4 separate regions of the Mus musculus genome follow, and all the other regions are linked to region 1. The links are chromatin contacts, called in public HiChIP or PLAC-seq maps. All regions are on one chromosome and are shown on one strand. Each heading gives the region's core, a stretch centred on a gene start, on an enhancer-like site or on the middle of the called end of the contact. The rest is flanking DNA. Distances are from core to core; before and after follow the strand shown. Region 1 has its middle 17 kb from the start of A230028O05Rik. Region 2 has its middle 8.1 kb from the start of Gm32126. Region 3 overlaps Gm31814 (a long non-coding RNA gene). Region 4 has its middle 39 kb from the start of Gm38456.

The links. HiChIP or PLAC-seq counts read pairs in DNA pulled down with a chosen protein or histone mark.
Region 2: a contact with region 1 is called in an H3K4me3 HiChIP or PLAC-seq map of bone marrow-derived macrophages, with 6 times the contacts expected there. The contact joins two enhancer-like sites. A contact is called at or near these places in 2 of 39 promoter capture datasets (the C10 cell line and the SN4741 cell line), 9 of 484 Hi-C or Micro-C datasets (the 63-12 cell line, B cells, LSK cells and 6 more), 15 of 115 datasets of contacts at active chromatin or transcription factors (T-cell acute lymphoblastic leukemia, Th17 cells, acute myeloid leukemia and 8 more) and 1 of 9 other capture datasets (embryonic stem cells).
Region 3: a contact with region 1 is called in an HNF4G HiChIP or PLAC-seq map of pancreatic cancer cells. The contact joins two enhancer-like sites. A contact is called at or near these places in 4 of 484 Hi-C or Micro-C datasets (LSK cells, liver, myocytes and 1 more), 13 of 115 datasets of contacts at active chromatin or transcription factors (T-cell acute lymphoblastic leukemia, astrocytes, cardiomyocytes and 7 more) and 1 of 9 other capture datasets (embryonic stem cells).
Region 4: an H3K27ac HiChIP or PLAC-seq map of the NIH/3T3 cell line shows a contact between it and region 1, with 4 times the contacts expected there. The contact joins two enhancer-like sites. A contact is called at or near these places in 1 of 39 promoter capture datasets (the SN4741 cell line), 3 of 484 Hi-C or Micro-C datasets (the HPC-7 cell line, embryonic stem cells and reprogramming fibroblasts), 11 of 115 datasets of contacts at active chromatin or transcription factors (the 230-238 cell line, the NIH/3T3 cell line, astrocytes and 3 more) and 1 of 9 other capture datasets (embryonic stem cells).

The regions. Positions count from the first base shown.
Region 1 is chr16:25,040,812-25,043,947 of GRCm38.p6, forward strand. No RefSeq gene overlaps it. Among named protein-coding and RNA genes, the nearest start is that of A230028O05Rik, 17 kb to the right of the region's middle. Within about 2 kb of position 1,655, at least 137 of the 459 cell types and tissues checked have an H3K27ac peak or open chromatin away from gene starts, as enhancers often do. A contact at or near this core is called in the NIH/3T3 cell line, T-cell acute lymphoblastic leukemia, Th17 cells and 4 more, where this site is marked.
Region 2 is chr16:24,149,886-24,153,021 of GRCm38.p6, forward strand. No RefSeq gene overlaps it. Among named protein-coding and RNA genes, the nearest start is that of Gm32126, 8.1 kb to the right of the region's middle. Within about 2 kb of position 1,661, at least 134 of the 459 cell types and tissues checked have an H3K27ac peak or open chromatin away from gene starts, as enhancers often do. A contact at or near this core is called in T-cell acute lymphoblastic leukemia, Th17 cells, bone marrow-derived macrophages and 2 more, where this site is marked.
Region 3 is chr16:24,236,753-24,239,888 of GRCm38.p6, forward strand. The region is part of intron 1 of Gm31814 (a long non-coding RNA gene); the gene reads right to left. Among named protein-coding and RNA genes, the nearest start is that of Gm31814, 25 kb to the right of the region's middle. Within about 2 kb of position 1,644, at least 143 of the 459 cell types and tissues checked have an H3K27ac peak or open chromatin away from gene starts, as enhancers often do. A contact at or near this core is called in T-cell acute lymphoblastic leukemia, astrocytes and pancreatic cancer cells, where this site is marked.
Region 4 is chr16:24,333,208-24,336,343 of GRCm38.p6, forward strand. No RefSeq gene overlaps it. Among named protein-coding and RNA genes, the nearest start is that of Gm38456, 39 kb to the left of the region's middle. Within about 2 kb of position 1,419, at least 14 of the 459 cell types and tissues checked have an H3K27ac peak or open chromatin away from gene starts, as enhancers often do. A contact at or near this core is called in the NIH/3T3 cell line, where this site is marked.

The DNA.
Region 1 (3,136 bases), core at 405-2,904:
CACTTTGTGCCCCTTCTCTCAGCCCACATTTTGTAGTCATTGGGGGGACTCTTTCTGAAAATTCCCCAATTCCCTGCCTTCCATATTTCTTCTTCTGTGTTCCTTTTCTTCCTTGTCCAAGAAGTTCATGGCTTTTAAATCCTAATTTAGGTAAAAGCTCTCTTAGGAGCCCCTCTAGACCTGCACTTACCGGCCTCTGCTCCAAGACCTGCGGTGTAACCGCTACCAGAGCTTTCACCTTCTGAGTTGGTCCTTACAAGCCTCACCTTCGACACACTGGGATTTCGGGGGATGAGGGATTGTTCTGCTGCCGGAAGCAAGACTGATTTCGACAACAGATGTTTTAGCGATCTCCGGAATCATTTTCCGCCGAGGTATTCCACATTGCCTTCAGCTGAGACTTGGTCAAGGAAAGCTATGCATACAAACTACCTGAATGGAGGAGCCTTGTCTTTAAGCAGGCCTAGAAGGAGGAAGCGACTCGCTGGTGACCACAGAGAGGGAAGACCAGGGACTTGCACCCTTGACTCCCACACCAGCACCCCACACAGGTTTAGTAGTTTCAGCCAACTCTTTCCTGTCAGAAAGACGCACTCTATCGACAGGGGAATTGTGCAAGGGCAAAAGAAATCAGTTTCTCTGGTGTGCCAACTTCCCAAGCTTGTGAAATTCCTGGATTTGTGGATTGGGGAACTGAGAGACATGCCATGTGGAGTCGGCAATGGGCAAGTAGGCCTATCTGAGATGTACTGAGACTGGCAGCAGAAGGGCTTATTTAGGGAACAAAAATAAAATTATATATGATACTCTACCTCAGGTGGGTATGTTAGCTATGTGGGGTTTTTTGTATTATTATTGTTGTGTTTTAATTTTTTTTTTTTTTTTTTTTTTTTTTTTGGCCAGACGGTGGCCAACAGACTTCCAGAATATTCCTTGTTCAAGCACGTAGGAAATCCCTGCCTGTGTTGGTCTTGGGGAGGGAAGTTTGGCTATGAGCAATTTTTCCTGAAAAATCAAAACAGCTCTTCCAAGTGGGCCCTGCTTCCAGGGGCAGTGTGAAGCTGGGCATGCTTCCCTGTGCCTGAGTGTGAGCATGAAGGTATCCGGAGGAGGGAAGGGTGTCTGAAGGTCAGGCTGCTGGGAATCCAAACCTCCAAGCCTGATTTACAGCCCTGGGCCTCAGGTCTCCTCCCACTCAGCCCACAAAATCCCCCAATTTTCTTCTCTGTGAGCCAGCACTCTTCAGAGCTGGGAAATGAGATCTAAGCAGTGGCTTTTTTCTGGGCTTACGTACGCTATGGATTCTTCCCTGAGATGGTGGCAGAGAGGAAGGGAAGTGGTTCTTGAAAGTGTGGGCAGAACACTGGGGTGAGTCAGAAAACAGCAGCCAGCCTGCAACAGGCTGGAGACCATCCAGCCTCACGCTCTCCTTGGCTCCCTTTCTTTTTGATTTCCTCTCTTATTGTGACTTTCAAATAAAATCTTATAGGGAAACCCAACATACTAAACTTAACAACAGAACTGCTCCAAGCTACAGAGGATCAAGGATCAAGTTCTGCTTCTTTGTTCTTTCCCCGAGCATCTGCCAGGATGGAGCCTGTGTGTTCCCTGCCTGGATCTCTTGGCTTCATGGAACACAGCTGCATAGCTCTGCTGTGATCCAACACCAACATGTAAGACATGGGATGATTGATGCTCAGGAAGGTGGTGAGTCTCACTTAAAGTCACACAGGGAACTAGGGGGCCAGTTGGTGCACCTAGAGACCCCTGGCTTTCCTCTTCCTCCTCCTCTTCCTCCTCCCCTCCCTCCTCCTCTTCCTCCTTCTCCTTCTTCCTCTCTTTTTCTTCTTCCTCCTCCTCTCCCTCCTCTTCCTCTTCTTCTTCTAGTCGTCTGTATGGGATGCCATGTGGGCTCTGTAAAGACCTTAGGTTAAGCAATGAGTAAACCTCATTTTCAGTAAGGAAAAAGTCAGTGCTTCGAATTTCTAGGTTTATAGCTCCAAGAAATCAGCTCCTTCAGTCTGGCTGTTAGCCCAACTTCCATACCCCCAGGGAGTGGTTCTTCTCTTCAAACTTGGAGCCAGCAGTCCCCTTTCACTTCCTTGCACATATCATTTCTCCTGGGCTGGGCTTCTGCCTCCTTGTTGCTATAAAGTGAAACGAGAATGCATTTCTTTTTCTTTACCCTAGCAGGACTCGACCTGCCTCTGAGCCTGGCTCAGGTATGAAGATGTGCACCTACTCCTAGCTTTGTAAGCCAAGCTCTGCCTGAATCCCTATCCACTTGTTCCCAACTATGCTGACCACAAACGCTCTGCTTAGCACCCAGGACTTCACTAGCATGTTTCTCACACAGACTACCATCTCCATCTTTTGGCTACCCTTAACATTCCCCTGACAAGCCTTTCATGTCTACAAGTGTTTGAAGCAGTAGTGTGGAGATGGGAGGGGCTGGCTGCACTTGGCTGTTTCAGGCTCTCCAGTCTTTGTATTACAGCTATTCTAAGCCAATCCCACAGCCCTACGGAGCTGTGGTTTCCAACTGTGAGCTCCTAAACTCTGTGTCAGAAGAGCATCGCAGCGAAGATGTTCATCCAGTTCAGCAGAGGTCAGATGAGACTCTCAGGTTTGTTCTCATAGACTATAGCTGTCTAGTCAAGCCCAGTCATGCCACTGAGCTGAATCTTTTCCCTTTCCCTAAATGTTACAAGATCCATGGATTTTCTTTTCCCCCTCCCTCACCAAACCACTACTTACCCAGAATGCTCCAGGGCATCTCAAACTCTGAGACTTAAAAATCTATGCCTGATCGCTTTCTCTCCCTTTGTCTCTCTGTCTCTCTCTCTGTCTCTCTGTCTCTGTCTCTATTTTCCTGTCCCAAGACTATGGCTGTCACCCTGCTGACAGACAAATACAGTTCTAGAAAACTATTTTAGATATTCTCATCTGCCCTGCTGTGTCCAGCTGCCCCCTCAGAATACAGGTGTCAGAATTAGATCCTCTTGGCTGTTGCCAAAAACCAGGGAAAACCAAATACCTGTCCTCTGAAAGAGACTGGCATAAAAGAGGTCTGGGCAGTGGTCTCTGTATTTACCACATATGACAGTTTGGGATATAGATTCAAACGCTGACATTT
Region 2 (3,136 bases), core at 411-2,910, 890 kb before region 1:
AAACACCTTGGCCAGCAGCTCCCTAGCCTGGGAACAGAGAGCAAGCTGATTTTCACTGTTTTGTTTTGTTTTGTTTTTTTTAATTGTTGTTGCTGTTTTTAAGCCTGCTCCTTCTAGCAACCACTGTGTTGCTTGTGTTGCTTGTGTGTGTCGTTCTAGAAAGGTACACACAAATTCACGGCGGTGGGGGGGGGGATGTCACCTACTGCTCAGATTGGAGCATCCCCCTCCATGTGTCTCCTTTTAAAGATTCTATCACTTAACTTTGATAGCCCTTCACCAAGAATGCATGTTTCTTGGCATGCTTATGACTAGGAAGGAGTTGGCTGACCCTGATTCATAACTGCTCTTTCTTTAGTGGATAAAGGCAGCTGCATAATGCGATCCGTCCCCCATTTCTTTTGTTTGAGCTGCCAAGGATCTCAAACACATGCTACGTGCCTCATTAAAATTATTCTTATTGTGGATTTTCTTCTTCTAACTCTTCTCATCTTCCGGGACAAGGTCTTAATCTTCTCACTCTGCTTTTCTGATCAGGATACCCATTTTGGAAGTAAGGAGCATGTAGGTAAAAAAAAAAAAAAAAAAAAAGTGCAGACTGATCTGTCTTAGGAAAGAAAGGTGGGAAGATCAGTCCTCATTCTGGGGTGGTGGCTATACCTTCATTTGCAACACAGGTTAACCATTAATATTCAAAAGACTAATGATGAATCTTTGCATGGCGCTTTCCATCCATAAAACAAATACTTCCCCATGCATGATCTCATTTTGTAAGTAGCAATTGCACTGTACTGATGGGGTCAGGGAAGGTCAGAGAGATTAAGTGTCTAGCCAAAGGTCAAAAAGGACCTTGGACCTTCTACTGCTGAGCTGGGTTCTGTTGGTTCTTTCTCTCTGCACTCTGTCTCCCATTGACTTCTCTTTTAAGCCAGCACCTTCACCCTCCTCCTGGGCAAGATATTTTTGAACATGAAAACTAGAACCAAACAGATATGCTGTTTTAGTGGGCCTTTCCCGTCTTGAGACGGTCTGTAAAATGCCTGGAAACCACTTATGGCTGAGTGCAGGAGACCCGAGCTCCCTGCCACCTGCCCAGGGTTTCATGCTATAGTCTCTGATAAGCTTCTTCCTTCTCAATAAACTCTAAATAAGTGCAAATTACTTCTCCCTGTCCCTAACCCCTAACTATCATACAGAAGCTTGTTGGGACAGTCAAAGGGGAAAATGGCTGTTAATTGTTGAGGCTTTTTGGTGGGAAGGCACATGATAAGATCTCAGGGCCAGGCACTTCCACCAAGTGGCTCAGTTCTCTGGTTTCCTTTAACATGACAGTACAGTGCTGGGAGGCACTGCATTTGTGATTCTGTTTCCTTCCATCTCAGGTCACTTACCCACTGCCAAGTGCACCGTCAATGCTCTGGGGATGGCCCAGAAGAGCCACTGCCTCTAGAACCATGTGGAAGGACCTTGAAAGGCATGTGTACCAATGATGTTGTGTCTGATCCAGATTAGGCCAGACCCCATTCTGGTTTCCCATTAGGCCCCAGATCCTGCCCACAGTCTGGGGGGGGGGGGGCTGGAGAGGCTAATCTCAAAGGGCCAGATATGAGTCAGTTTCCACACTCAACACCAGGCGTGTGGCTTCCTGAAGCACAGACAAGGAAGTGCTGAATTTCAAAGAGCAAGGTTTTTTTTTTTTTTTTTTCTTTGCATACCATATCCGGAACTGAAACCACCGATTCATTTCACTTTAGATCTCATACTAACATTCAGATCGTCAATTATAGTCCAGAGATAAGATGCCGAGGCTTCATCAGCCCTGTCCTTGTCTCCCCTCACGCCCCCGTTTCTTTTGCTGTGTTATTGCAGGATTCTTCCCTTTCAACTTTTTCGCTTTCAGTGTAAACAGCACAGACTGTGGAAGGTGTGTTGGATATATATATATAATAATGAGTCAAATATCTAAATATCTCTTGAGAGCATGGCTAAGCTCAGAACTTCCCTCTTCCCTCAGTGGTCACCTCAGCTCTTTGTGAGTGTGGCTGTAGGTTCGGTTATCCCATGCCATACGATAAGTGGCTCGGTGAGAGTGACTGACACCTTGTTAGCTCGTGACAGCGGTTAAAAGATGAACGCTGCGGACAGATTCATGCAAAGTACCCTCAGGAGGAGAGAGGCCACTGAAAACAGACACATCCTCTGAGCTCTGCCTGCAGCATCAACCTGTTAGCAGGAAGAAGGATTCCTGCACTTACATAGCAAGTACAAACAACTTTCACATCCTTTCTCTCTCCTGATGCTTACCAGAACTTCTGAGATCAGTCATACAAGCCTTACCCTCCACACTTTAGAGATGACAGGACCCAGAGCTACTGAGAGTGGAAAGATGGGCCTGCGCAGTAACAGTGAGAAATCTACACCTCAGTGATATGGTTCCCAAGTCCAGTCTTCCGGTAACTTCCATCAAACCTTATGTATAATTCTTTAGTGCACTGTAGCCCACAATCTAAAGCTCTAGACATCTGTTGACCTTTTAAGTCTTAAGATCATGCAGGTCAAGGTTAATGGCTAATGGATAATTACATTTACACAACCCCTCTAGGCCTCAGTTTTCATTACTCTAAAGATGAAGAAATGCTATTAAATTTAGTGCTGCTTGCATTTCCAGCACTCTGTGCATGAGTAACTGCTGAATTCAAAGTATTTGCTCTGCAGCCTGAGTGCCCAGGATGGCAGTACTGTTAGGCAAAAACAGCCACCTGACTTCCATGGTAAAATAAGTAAGAGGAAAGCACCATTATCAATAAGACTTCATAGGTCTACGAGAGAGGGGACTACAGATATATATTAGTCCTCCAACTTGGTCCTAGACCATGAAAGATAAGCATCCTGTAGTGTTATTACGATGGGCAGTAGAGACATCCTTGATGATCCCATTGGTCTCTCAAGGGAGCAGGACAAATTCTGACAAAGGTTTTATGACCACCCCAGCCCTACAAATCCCCAACCCTACCCTCTGCTGGTGTTTCACATGCTAGGCCATGCAGTGTGGTCCTTCAAGCCCAGTCCCACCTGAAGCTGAGTGATACTGACTATACACTGACTATACATGTGATAGACTAGGTCCTAACACAGC
Region 3 (3,136 bases), core at 394-2,893, 800 kb before region 1:
CTTTCTCATGGGGAAGGTTTTATGAGCATCTCCACAGGAATAATAACAGAAAACCAAGACATAGGAAGGGAGAAAGGTTTCAGGAGTCTCTCCAGCTGTATCCTTGCTCACATCTCTGACTCACACTGCACTGTCGTATGCAGTCTCCCTAACCTTCCTCCCCATTCTCTTCCCCTTCTTTCGGGGCAATGACTCCTGCCATCAGGTACCCTATTGTGCTGAAACAATGCTAGATATGGAGAGTCACACTCCCAGAGACCCTCCATAGCTTGCAAGCCGCCTGCCATGTTGGTCTCTTGCTTTACTGGTGGCAGACCCTCTGTGTGATCTAGGAACTGAGGTGACTACCTTCCTATCCCCTCTCCACTCTTCAGCTCTTGGCTCATGACCAGACTCTTCCTCCTACTGTGACACAGGAATGTCCAAGCACCTTAGACTGGACTTTCAGGTGACTCCTTACTATAGGCCAAAGTCCAGGCGTGAGCTGTGTCCGGTCCAGATGAAAGTGTGCCATTCTTCCAGGACTGGCTTTCTATTTCTTGCTTTACCTTCCCAATGGTCTCTTCATGCCTTTGCTCCCAGCCTTCCAAAGTCCAAGTGCACATATTAAACTTCCTTCATTTCTCTTCCTATCTGTCTAACTAGAGGTAACTTCAGAGTAGTTAAATTCCTCCATTACTGAATGTCTGCTTTCTAATCCATGTAACAGCCAAAGAGACATGATTTTATAACACTTACCGTTTTAAACTTTGGTTAACTCACACAGGCCTTTATTATCAGATGGCTTTCTCTTCATCTAAATCAGCCATCTCCTGCAGCAGGAGGAGATCAGATAACAGAACACAGCAGACCTCAGAAAGGGCTGCCCAGTGCTGATTGCTCGGTGCCGAGCTTAAGAAGTCCCTGTATTCATCAGCTGGCTAGCAGATTAATTTTTTTTATTTTATACACATGTGATAATAATGTAACTTGAACATCTGTTGTGTTTAGATACAGTAACTACATGACCATTTTCAATGAGGCCTCTCAGGAAAAAAAGAAAAGATCTTAGCTTGCCACTGACTGTCTTGTAATACTGGCTGGCTCAATCCATGTCTGTTTGGCTTCATGGTGAGTAAAGCCACTGACTGACCTTCTTCTGTGTGCAACTCAAGAAACATAAGTTAAGTAGGACTACAAGAGTTGGCTAAGGGAGCTCAAAAATCTCCGTCAAAGTAACTGGGGCTACTTAGGAGGAATCAGGTAGCTGCTGGAGCTGGTAAGTGTACGCAAATGCTCACATATTTGGAAACACCCCTACTAAAAGGAATAGTAATAAATAGAAGGAAGCAGAGCGGGCCTCATATAGCAGAACAGCTGTGCAGAGCTCAAGGGGAGGTAGGATTTCAGTGGGCCAACACGGGCTCAGGGGCCAGTTCAGGCAGGGAACATGAGGAGCCATGGCACAGAGTGGGAAATACAAGGTGCCCAGGGAGAGCTGGGCATGCTCATTGGTGGCTTCAGCTGGTGGAGCAAGCAGGAAGCAAGGGAGATGGGCTGGAAAGGTATTGTAAGGTCAGAGCAGAAAGGCCCAGAGAGGCATGGTGAGGAGCTGGGCCAGGGAAAGTGATCTCACTGGCTAAGCTTGAGGGGGCCTGCCCCTCCTCAGACGGCCTGGGTGCAGGCCCAGAGCAGGACATGTGGCAGCAACTGGCAGGGAGGGTGCTGGCAGCTCCACCAAGCTTGTTTCTTCACCAGGAAACAAGGTTTCCTGTAACTTAGACCCATGAATCAGCATTTCCTCTGTCAATAATACACAGCAAGAGACGCACCAGCACGGAGCTTGAGGGGAATGGAAGAAAGCAAGGAATATTCCATGACATAGCTGGCCTCTGCTCCCGTTCCCTCCTGATACGCTCGCAAATAGCACTCACATTGCCTAAGATCCTTTTCTTAGCTCAGTCCCCCCGTGAAGACTAAGTTGCACACAACACCTGCCTCTCTTATCCCATTAGATGTTTCCATCATCATTGGAAGCCACTCGTCCAGTCCTTTACTGGTGTGCAACAGTGAACCACGCATGGGTGACTTGCCTTGGAGTCGACTCCATGTTGAAGTGCTATCGAATTAACCCAATAATTCCACAAGGTCCACAGGGAGCGTGCAAGCTACTTCACTAGTAGAGACACGGAGGAGAAATGCTGGCCTGTCAGCTGTTTACAAGAAGCCAGACCTGATCTGGTGCCTCAAACACAGTACAGGGGACACAGAATCTAGAGCAGTGAGGCTATCTATAAAACACTTAATACCTTTATCGCAAGTATAGTTAGTGATGGCGATTGAACTGATAAAATATTTAATGAACTTAATTTCTAGTAGTAAAATAGTACGCGTACATATTTTGTCGATCACTAGAAAGAATCATATCTGCTCTCTTACTCCATTTATCATGCCAGACTCTGTCCTAAATAGACAAATAGCCCTGCCCTCCATAAAGCTTATGTTCTGGTTTCCTACCGTGCAGACAATGAACAAGAGGAGAGTAAGCTGCAGGGTTACACGTGTGTAGATCAGCAGAGAGCAGAGAGAAGAAGAGGAGTGTGCAGCATCTTTACACGGCCTGTAGAGGGACGGTGCCTTTGAAAACGTGTTTGTTAAAGCAAGCTCCCGAAAGTCAAAGAAGACGTGTGGCCATGTGGGGCAATGGGAGTCAGCACCAGAAACACTATGCAGGTGGCCTGAGACAGTACCCATTGGAATGTCCAAAAAAAGAAAAAAATGTCAAGAAATCAAGAATGACCAGCATGGAGAGAGAACGGGGGAAGGTTAAGGAGGCAGAGCAGAGTGGGAGTCGTGAGTCAACTTAGAGAAGTGCTATCACCTACTTAAATTTAAATAATGAAAGATGAAATAAGTCAAGAACAGCAGATGGAAAACAACCACCACAAAAATATAGGAAGGACACTTAGAATTGGCAAAGAAGACAGGAAAAGGAAAGGCAAGGGTGGTATGGAAAGAAAGAAGAAATGCAGTAGCTGCCTTCCACTCTCTGACCCCCTAGTCCAGATTTGCAACTCTGTTGCGGGCTGCAAACCCTGGAACCCATTGCCCCAGCCCCTTCTTGCAGGAACGGTATAGGATAAGGCCTGCAGAGGGC
Region 4 (3,136 bases), core at 169-2,668, 710 kb before region 1:
CTAAAGAATCACAGACAAAAGAATCCATCAATTTTCTAGAACGGAGACATGAAGAGTACCAAAGTCCATGTTTTGAACACAATAGATCTGTGTTTTGCAAGCAATGAAGATGTCACTGGTATCCCAGATGAGCATGATGTTTCTACCTTAGTTCAAAAAGCAGGAAGTAGTGAATATCTGAACTCGAGAAGCTTGCTAGAAGATATGTGTCTTCTGTGGATATCTGAATACACAGGGACGGATGTCTCCTCACTCACAGCCTGCTGCAGGGAACTCTCAGTAAGTAAGAAAGCAAGTCTGTTGCCTCAAAAATGGAAAAACAAAACAAAAGAAGAAGATAGAACTGTCTAGGATGATGCTGAAGTACTAGAGAGGATGAGAAAACTAAGCAAACATATTTCTTCCTATTCATATCTGGAAGTGCACCCCAGTAGTCTCCTAAGAGGGCCTATATTGAGGAAATGTATTACTGTTGAGAACTGACAAAGGCACTAACTTCTCTTTAATAACTGTGTGGTGTTTCTCAGGGGCCTTTCATCTGTAGATCTCAGAAGGTTTTGCAAACATCAATTAAATATTGCAACATTACCCTTGAAGTAAATATTATGACTCCTATTTTCCAGATGAGAAACAGAGTCTATGGGGTTTGCCTAAGGGCTATTCACTGGGACGCCAGGAGGTTGAGAGTCTTAGACCTAGCCACAGAGAGCTTGGGCCTTGCAATCTGGTTTACATAACGAAAGGTTTTCAAAGAAATGGTCTGCCCTGGTCCTTAAGATCTAGAAGATTCCCTTATCAAGGAGACTGTGCCTAAAACTCCGAAGGCTGAGGGAGCGGCTTCATGAGTCATTCCCTGGCCTCCTAGGTAGACATCACTTCTCTCACCTACCACACAGACAAAAGCTACTGCTTTCCTCTCTATGGCATACCTGGGAGGATAATTATTTGTGTGACACCTCATCTATCTCACAAGACTCTGCCCACTTCACTCTTCTTCATGCCTGGTATATAGTCTGAGGTCAGGAGTAAATGTGACTTGAGCTTACAGTGGAATTAGAACGGAAATATAAAATAGTAGACAACTTCTAAAAACTGTTAAAAAAAAAAAAAGAAAAAAAAGAAAAAGTCAACAATTCTTCCCGCTGTGAGAACACGAATCAGGCCTGCCTACAATTTGGATTTTCAGGTCAATGAAGACACTCCTGGGTTTTTATAACTGCCAAATATTCTTAGCCTTCATACCAGTTTTCTATTGGGATGTTTGAGCTTATCCAAACTTTAATGAAGGACTTACGTGGAAACCCGAGTATGTGCTAAATACACAGATCTTGGCTTGAGCATCAGAGCTCACAACTCAGCCAAGCACTGCTTTCTCTTTCTCCTTGTTAGTCATTCTGTGACCCAAGTCCATGGAATGGAACTGCCCACACTCCTTCCTCAGTTAACCCTCTCTGGAAATCCCCCCTTAGACACATGCAGACACATGTCTTCTAGGTAAATCTAAATCCAGTCTAGGTGACATAAAAGCCCACTTTCTACAATTATTAGATTCCCCAAAAGCTCCTGGATCTCTCATAATAGGAAATGTGTTTAATTCATTTGTAAGAGCTTTCAAAACCATAGCATTTCTAATGTTGTTCAAAAGCTCAAAGTCTAACTCAGTCCTTGTTCCAGCTGACCCGTCATGAGCCAGGACTCTGCTGCACACATCTCTCTCCATATGCTGCTCTTCCCACCAGAATGTCTGATTAAGTTTGTTTTCAGAATTCTAAGGTTTCTCTAGCCTGCCTCTCCGATGTGCTCCATATTTTTCTGCAAAGACCTACAAAGCACATAACCAGGTCTGTCACAGCAACAGCCTACTCCATTTCTGCAACAAAATACTTGACACATGCAGCTTAAGGACAGGAGGATTTGTTTGGGCTCAGAGTGTGCGCAAGCAAAGTTCCTCATGGTGGACAAAATGCAACGTGAAGCTAGAGGCTTGAGCTGTGGCAAAGGGACCATAATGCAGCTGGTCACCTGGCAACTGTAGCCAGCAAGGAAAGAGATGCTGGTGCTCTATAGAACATTTTGTTAGCACTTTCAAATTTGACCCTCTTAAGATGCTGTGAAGGATATGATGGAGATGCCATCCTCTTATTCCATTGATGAGCTTTCTTCAAGGTTTGTGACCTTTTCTGAGTCTCACAACTCCAAAATAATAGGACTGAATCAAAACCGAGGAGCCTGGGAAAGATTCCAGCGAAGGCACAATCATGGCCCCTTGAGCAGCTGCCTGACCCTCAGGCCTCACTTCCACTACATAGAAAACAGAAGTCTCTTGGGTGGCCATCTTGCTAGGGTTGGCCAGCCCACTCTGACATCCTACTATGAGTTCTCCATACTAAACCTATGGACCAATCAGCTAAATTTTTCTCAACTTATTAGCATGTTATCATAACTACATTATTAGTCTGGCATAACCCCAATATTCTAGCTATTTATGATGATAATTAACCTCATTTTAAAAATGCTTCAGGAAGCAGTTCTTGACATAATACACTACCCTTTGCTTAGTCACTGCTTTCATGATTCTAGGTGCTCAGGTTAGTTCCTTGCAGGAAGGACAGCAATGGCTGCTCCCTGTGACAGCCTCTCCAGCCTTAAGTCTCATATGATCTTCCTTCTCACCTGCATATTCTTTCAGAAAGTTGCTTTATACTTCCAACTTGGCAGTCAGTTCTGGAGACCTACTAGTGGTAAGTGGCTGTCAAGCATGATCAGTGTGCTGAAAAACCAAGCAACAGATGATGTGGCTGGGGCCTGAGAAAGAAGTGCATATCCTCTTTCCCTGCATCCTCAATACACGCTGGTTCTTTCCTAACGCCAGAGCTCAGATACTAAAACATCACTGGCTGGGCCTGACTATGCAGTTAAAGTTCAATCTTCTGTTTCTTCATCTGGGCACTGGAGAGCAGACTCCAGGGTCGGGCTCACAAAGATCTTGCTAGAGCACCCCTCCAAAGCATCCGCTGTTGAATTGAACAAATCAACAAGGACCCTGCTTACATCTGTTTGCACGCCTACCTTTCCTTAACTTGACTGGAGTGTGTAAGGTTTCTTATCTGGCCATGCATCCCTGTAAATGTGTGTG